2 separate regions of the Zea mays genome follow, and region 1 is linked to region 2. Evidence: chromatin contacts called from public Hi-C data. All regions are on one chromosome and are shown on one strand. The core of a region is the stretch at or near the end of the contact, and the rest is flanking DNA. Distances in the headings are between cores, read along the strand shown. Region 1 holds the start of LOC114574140. Region 2 holds the start of LOC100382248.

Evidence for each region. Hi-C and Micro-C count contacts between places; a contact is called where the count stands out from the background.
Region 1: a Hi-C map of ear shows a contact between it and region 2, with 1.6 times the contacts expected there. The contact joins the promoter of LOC114574140 here to the promoter of LOC100382248 in region 2. A contact is called at or near these places in 2 of 25 Hi-C or Micro-C datasets (ear and tassel).

The regions. Positions count from the first base shown.
Region 1 is chr6:110,290,491-110,294,464 of Zm-B73-REFERENCE-NAM-5.0, reverse strand. It overlaps LOC114574140, which reads left to right and starts at 2,533. Exons shown (of 2, transcript NM_001369711.1): 1 at 2,533-2,620; 2 at 2,710-3,430. The coding sequence starts at 2,745. The coding sequence ends at 3,143. LOC100278599 reads left to right here. Exons shown (of 5, transcript NM_001369712.1): 3 at 585-820; 4 at 1,106-1,688; 5 at 1,886-2,183. The coding sequence ends at 1,920.
Region 2 is chr6:109,981,200-109,985,107 of Zm-B73-REFERENCE-NAM-5.0, reverse strand. It overlaps LOC100382248, which reads left to right and starts at 2,195. Exons shown (of 3, transcript NM_001175001.1): 1 at 2,195-2,302; 2 at 3,558-3,908. The coding sequence starts at 3,590.

The DNA.
Region 1 (3,974 bases), core at 1,284-3,783, 310 kb before region 2:
TAACTGTTAAATATGTATGATTAGGATCTTTGCACTAGCTCTACTGTCCTAGAAGTTGGGTGCCCTGCTCTTGTAAGCTAGCAAGGCTCCATCAGTCATGATGCCCCAAAAGGCCTTAAGCTATCATATATGTCGCTGTTCGTTTTGCCTTCAAGCCAGCTGTTCGGCTGGTATCGCCATCAGCTGCAGACACAAAATACTATAGAAAAGCAACAGTTCTGAAGTTTCTTAGACTCATATGGCGTCACGTTGCCTCGCCTTATGATCACCTAGCTAGGTGATAGGAAGGGTGTGGCTCAGTATGCCTCGCCTTGGCGCGCGCCTTAAGAACCATGTTTGTACGTAATTGTCAGAATGGATATTCGTGTTTGTGGTTTTCTGAATGTATACACGACTTGTGTTGTGTGTTCTATTTCTATTAGAGGTTTCAATGTATATTTTGACATGCATGAACTTGTGGCTGCATTATGGTTTCCACAAGTTGGTATGTACAAACACATTGCACAACGACGTACACTCTTTTTAATAAGCATTTTTCTAATGTATTGATTATCTGCTGCATTTTTATGCAATATTTGAGGAAGCTCGGTTGGAGCCAATGGCGTTATCAGAGCCCACAAATTGCCAGCCTAATCGAGAAAAGTGCATTAGGCATTTACCAAAGCCCATGATGCAAATTTTCTCATTAACATTGGGTAAAATTCCCATCGAAAGAGATTCAGTAGAATTATATGGTTACATGGCGGTGCGGGATGATCAGGATTTATTGCTTAATTACATTGTCAATCGGAGCAGGGATGAAGCCATTTTACTGCAAAAGGTGTGTATATGTACTTATGTGACTTTATTTTATGGAGTACGTTCATTCTACAATGTAAAGCTATAAACAAATGCAATGGAATATTTTAGTATTTCCTTAATAAATAATCATTGTTATTATAATTATGCATCTTTTTCTGTTATGTGAATATTTTCTAGTTCTTAGTATTTTGTTGGCTTGTAACTACTGAAACTCAACTTCCATTGTTTTTAGCAGCAGCAGCAGTAATAATAATAATAATATTAAAAAATTCTACTACTACTACTACTAATAATAATCTTGTAGGATTCCCTTATCGAAATGACTGGCCCTAAGCGAGGCATCTCAATGGTTTCCTCTGTACTTGTTGAGTTTGATATGAGGATAAAGAATGGAGATCGAGAAGAAGATGATCTACAGCTCATTGATGGAATGATAGACTATTCTGAGCTAAGGACACCATGCTGGCCACCATTCACATATCGCATAAACGGTGATTGTGGTGCGGTTGACATGACTGTAGCCCGCATTTTATGCGGAGTGGAGGCCACGATAGAAGTTTTCATATCAGAAGTGCATGCGCAGGAAGGTGTCCGTTTGTCTCTCAGTTCGTTTGTTTTTGTCAGTGATTCAGAAGAAGAAGAAATTCAGCTCTTCAATGGCATTGTTGGTGAGTCAAGTGGCTTAAGATACGCGGTTGCTGTATTCGAGGATACTTGGATGCATTTGAAGTTCAAAGTGGGTAAAAACAATGACTTAAAAGACGACGCTGAACGCTGTATTCCCATTGAAGTAAACACTCATGGATGTGTGAGTAAAAAAGTAAACTTTGATCTCGCCTCTATGTCGGTGAAGGTGACTTGGTCGACTTTGACAAACCAAATTCCAGGTGCTCTTTGTGACCTGTTTCATATCCATTTCTTATTAGTTGTGTGTGTGTGTTTTTTTTTAATTAGATGAATGTCTACTTGACTTGTATTGGTTTTGTGCTTGACCTTATGTGTCTTTTATATTTCAGTGAGTAGCATACAATATGCTAAGCATGGCTTACTAATTATTCTCTCCCATCTAAATCTTTGATTGCAGCGTGGATATCAGGCATCGATTTCAACACCATGTGATTTGTTCACTCCGTTTCTACATGTACGAGAAATATTTGGTGCTCATCAAATACAAGATTGCAAGCCAATGAGTTGTGTCAATTACTAGCTAGTTTCCTATTACTCTGATTAAGAGAAGCTATTGTTATTTATTTTCTTTTATTGTCAATTACAAGATTAGAACAGAACCAAAATAAATTTTCCATAGGAATTCCTCATCCGTCTTTATGGAACAGAAATAAGGTCTGGGCACTTATCATCTTGGAAAAATTCCTTTTTGTCAATATTCAACTAAAGACACGAGGCAAAACCTCACCCTTGATAGCTCAAACAATCTATGATCGACTCAAACAATTTGGGAAATCTAAGTAACATATTTTCCGCAGCACAATTAAGTATTATTTTTCCTGGTAAAACGACAGGATACATTTTCGAGAGCCCAAATATAAACTGGCCTCAAAATAGTGACTCCAGCTCCGGCTCAGCAGCTTAGCTGCTCATGCACACGAATGGATATCTGATCCACAAGTAGCGTGAATACACGATAAAAATAGCTATTCCGATCTTTAAATAGGCTTTTGCATGGATAAATCGCTCGCTTTAGCTCCACCACCTCTCGCCATTTCGTTACTGCTATGCTACAGCAACATATAACCCATAGAGATAATTCAGTAGATCTAGTAGTTTAACTCCATAATTGTTGGATTTCAATACATTCAGGGTAAGTAAATCTTATGCGCGCTTTTAGTTTACTTTCTTTTGCTTCGATTCAAGTGTGTAATAAACGTGTTGGCTGCATCCTTGAACCAGTTCTTGCTAATTTGATCGGTTTTAAATGTTTTGTGATGGAATCGGTTGGACTGTGGACCGAGGCCGGCGAATCAATCAAGAACGCCACCTCTCCTAGGTTAGGGCGTGTTGGACCTGCCATGGGGGACAGGCCGGCGCCGATCGAGAAGGTCGCGGTGCCGGAGAAGATGGCCTTGTTCCTCCACGCCGCCGTCACGTCACCGGGACACCAGCAGCAGCACGGCGCCTCGTCGCACGAGGCGCCCGCCGCCGCGAACATCACGCCGCGGACAACAACAGCCAGGAATAAGCAGCAGCACCTGCCGGTGAGCCCCGGGGCGTGCCTCTGCTCGCCGACCGTGCACGAGGGCTCGTTCCGGTGCAGGCTCCACCGCGGCAGCGGCAGCGGCTCCGGACTCCACGAGATGAAGATGAGCAAGAAGGCCGGCGTATGACGACGCGACGCAGCGGGCGGCGACAAGCGTTCGTACTACGCCTTACCGCAAATGCGCAGGTGCCTTTGCCTGCATTTCGGCCTCTGTTTTTCCCCCCTCATTTGTTTTCGCTGCATACAGTAATACAGAAGGGGAAGAGTACCTTTTTTTGTTCCTTGTACATACCTTTCCTTGTAAAGGGTCTGTCATGTCGATGATGACTTCTTGCCACTCTTGAAGCTCATGAAACACAAGTGGAGGCCAAGTTTACCTAAGACATAAAACAACACGAATGCTGTATTACCTGTTGATCACTTGTTCTCAGTTGTTGTGGATCAAGAATCAGACAACACAATTGTTATACATTAAGGACTTTGTCCTTCGAAGCATTATCTGCTTTCGGATATATATAATGATCTTCAGATGAAGGTCATGAAAAACACGTATTCATCGTTCATCATTCATATAAGATAAAAGTCCTATACATGCGAGATGTATTATCCATTCATATAGTCATTTCATGATAAATATATATACATTATCAGAATTTATATTACCCTAATACCTTCGGCTTGTTCGAAGGTGATGACGCAAGAGCGATTACAATCCAACGTGAACAGTATAAGAGGTACTGTTCATCTATTTATATGCAACCGTGAGGCTTTGTACATTATTACATTCATGCCATTAATATCTATATACAAAGATTACAAGATGTTACAAGGGAAATATCGCCATTTGTATTCATCAACTTGAGCAACACCTTCTCCTTACGTTGTCTACCCGTTCCACCATGATGAAGTCTGTTGGACGAAACTTCCTTCGTCATGCTCCTCTTGCATTATGTCAAAG
Region 2 (3,908 bases), core at 946-3,445:
GACTAGGGGTAGCCTTACCCTATGGGCTATGGCTTCCGTCCATTGCTTCTCACGCACCGGGCAACGATGAGCATGGCCGGTCCTGACATTTCAGGGGGACTAAGCGTAAATTTATATGGAATCCCCATATAACTATATATAAATATGTATATATATCATCTAATAAACATATATTATTAAAAAATATTGCATATAACTTACTATAATATAGATTATTACACATTAGTGTTTACAAAATAACGCTGATTGAAATCATAAAAACTTACTCGTCACTTCTCATCGTATAAAATTTCTTCTGACACCTATGTATACCGTATGTATATATGTATTTGGGTTGGACGAGGGCCCTTCTAACTTTGGGGACCTTAAGTGGTGGCATACCCTGCCTCCCCCTCAGGGCTAGGCCCGACGATGAGTACATGAATGATGGCGGCGCACCGACACAGGGTGCCACTATAGCAACCAACGCCGCATTCAACATCGGACCACCAGAAGGTATATCACCAAGTTTCTCCCTCTCCCAACCTCTCTAGCTAGATCTATAAGCACATGTATGTAGAGTTAATAGAAAGGAATTAAGAACTCAGTTAGATCCTAAAGGGTCTTAGAAACCTTAACAAAACTTACTCAAATGAATTATCCACGCACTTGCAGTAAGTCCAGTATGAAACTTCAGTGTGAGTTTGCTAGCGCCTTCTAGGCCACTGTTGGTGTCAACGTCAAATGCCTCCGCCAGGAGCTCTAGGCTCCATCTGCTCTTGTGCCTCAGCTCCATCAACGACGGCGCGTTCCCCACCTTCATTGCTTTGTGTTGCTGGCACCTATAGAAGAGGCACAATCACTTCGTTTTTAGAGAGAACCAACATCTATTGTTGTCACTCTTCACGTTTGTCTGGAAGACGCCTGCCTTTGGGCTTACCGGCTCAAGCCTTGTAATATATAGGAGGCTAGCTTTGGCTTGGTGTGATTCCCTCACCCTCGCCATCTCCCGCATGTGAAACTTTGTTACTCCTTGCTTAGGGTTCTTGAGCGTGCCTGCTGCAATATATCAGGTAGAGGTCCCCCCCTCCCCCCGTCGACAATAAAAAAAAGTTCAGTATGAAACCTATAAACCTACAACATTACTCGACAATTACACAACCTTTTTTTTGCTGAAACATATGGAAATTGAATCTTGCTGAATTATCCGGTAGGCCTTATTTAAGTACTCTAGTATTCACGCTAATCCACGTCCACCTCAATAGATATGGATTAACGTGAATAGTACAGTACCCCAACAATGCCGTATGGAGCTGCTGCTTGCGGATATAGATGTATGCATGGGCAGGAATACTGTATGTAGCTCATCATGAAGACCGTTGTGCTGTCTATCCAAATGACGATGCGGCAGTCCTTGCGCGACAGGGACGTGCATGGACAGTGAAGCTTTACGTGCTAATGTACACGCTTAACCAACCCCTGCTGTGTTTTGCATTACAAAAGAGGTGGATACAAAATGGCCAAGTGGACGTTTAAACTAAAAACACCGAAGCAACTTTTTTTTCGGTGGCCATTTATAAGTGTTGTTTGGTTCACGAAATATAACATAACGATTAGATCTAAACCCTAAACATGATTTAATATTACCAGTTATCCATCATATTACAAATATGTGAACTAAACAACAACTTAGTTAGCAGCAGCAGATACATAGACGGACAATTTTTTGGGTGCTCCTATTCCTCTGTGCAGTTGCCACCTGAATGAACCTGAACCTCTCCCATCCTTCCTGCTCGTCCGGGTCAGGGGATGAGCAGCATACTGAAAACACTTTAACACATACAGGCCGGCAGCCAGACGATCAATTCGTTTCAGTTGTATTTGTATCTGTCTTACCTTTCGAAAAAAAAGAAAGAAAGTTGTGTCTGTCTAGCAAAACCGATCGATCTGCCCCGACTGAAGGAGAGGGACAATGCAGCAGGAGCACGCCAAAATAGACCACCCAGCTACTGCACTACACGAATTCTCTCTCGAGCCCCCCCGGCTGCAGGGCCTATAGCCCTATATGTATACGCAGACGATAACAGGACGTGACAGGTGCAGCTCGCGGAGCCGGTAGCACCCCAGACGCGGCCAACCGCTAGCTAGGCCGGTGCCGCCATGGCTGCGTCCTCCTGCTGCCAGGCCCGCTGGCTGCTCCCCCTGCTGCTGCTTGCTGCTGCCGCGGGTGCTCTTGGTGCAGAGGGCGCCTCCTCCATTGTGCAGCTGGACGTGGAGTCCCTGCTCCCGTCCGCAGCCGCTCCTTGCCCCACCCCTCAAGCAGGTTAGTTTGCTCATTCATCACCGATTGGGCCCATGCGTGCGTGTGTGTCTTGCTGCACCTCATGCATGGATTACGTAAGTTCTTTTCTTTTAGTTCGTATTTCCTTTTCAGTCACTTGTATGTAGGTCATGGATTTACTTATAAAGATAGGTACTATGAAATCTGAATTGAGTTTACACACACAACAGCAAACGACGAAATTCCCAACGGCCAAAGCCTTAGGATATAAGATCTAAGCTGTCGAAAATAGTTTGTTTTCGACGACCGAAGATTTATGTCCGACGATACCTGTGTCTCTCGGTCGTAACAGGGGAAATAAGGTTATTTTCGACGACAGCCGTCGGAAATAGCCTATGTCCGACGGCCGCAAAGGGCCATCGGCATTTAACTTAGGTAACGGCCGATGGTGGGGCCCACGGTGGCGTTTGTGGGTGGTGTGATGTACGTGGTGAAACAAAAGGAAGTGAAAGTACGTGTGCGGGTTGTCCGATGGGATTAAAATCACCTATGTCCGACGGTTTATTTGGCGGACGTCGGACATAAGCTTATATCCGACGGCTGTCGATAAGCCGTCGGACATAAGCTCTTATGTCCGACAAGTGTCTGTAGCCATCGGACATAATACGATCGTCGGAGAATTGTGTTTTTGCTGTTGTGACACGCACACACAAAAGAAAGAAGAGTTCAGTAGCATAATTGGAACGAAGAAGTGAAGGACATGAACTTTAAGAAAAAGTTTGTCCGTCAAACTTGCGATTACATTGTTCTCCAATGCAACTTAGCTCAGCTGGCGACCCGGCGAGCATGAAGAATCTGGAGCTATCCGCTTAGCTTATCTATTCAGCAGCAGCTCTTATATGGTCCTAAGATATCTAGCACTCATAAGAGAAAATAAGAGTGTATGTTTTCTATTATATTTTAAGAGAAAATAAGAGTCTTGTCTGTTGTCTTGTCGAAATGGCCAGCTAAGAAGCTAAAGCAATGGCTAAGCCCGTACAGAGAACGATAATAACCGGCCACTAGATACAAAAACACCTTTCATGTCTGAAAATGATGCGCTGCTTGTTTTCTTCACTGCTGTTTCTCCAATGAAACCGAAGTTTTCCACGGGGCAATTTGCAAAGCTTCTCACCCAAAAGATTCAAAATTTCACAAACAGATACGGTTTTCTAAATTAATCGGTAACTGCAAAGTGAAAGTTCCGAACTTCCCCGTATCGAACCGACCATCTGTCTGAAAAAATTAATTAATCCAGAGCAAAAACAAGGTGCCGCGCCGCCCACAAGGATGCCCGTCGTGCACCAGCACGGCCCGTGCTCGCCGCTGGCCGACAACAGGAACGGGAAGGCGCCGTCCCACGCGGAGATCCTCGCCGCGGACCAGCGCCGCGCCGAGTACATCCACCGCCGCGTGGCCGAGACCACCGGGCGGGCGAGACGACGGAAGCAGGGCGCACCGGTCGAGCTCCGGCCCGGCACGCCGCCGTCGTCGATCGTCGTCCCCTCGTCGTCCTCCGCCACGTCGACGACGGACCTGCCGGCGTCGTACGGGGTCGCGCTGGGCACGGGAAACTACGTGGTGCCCGTCCGCCTCGGCACGCCGGCGG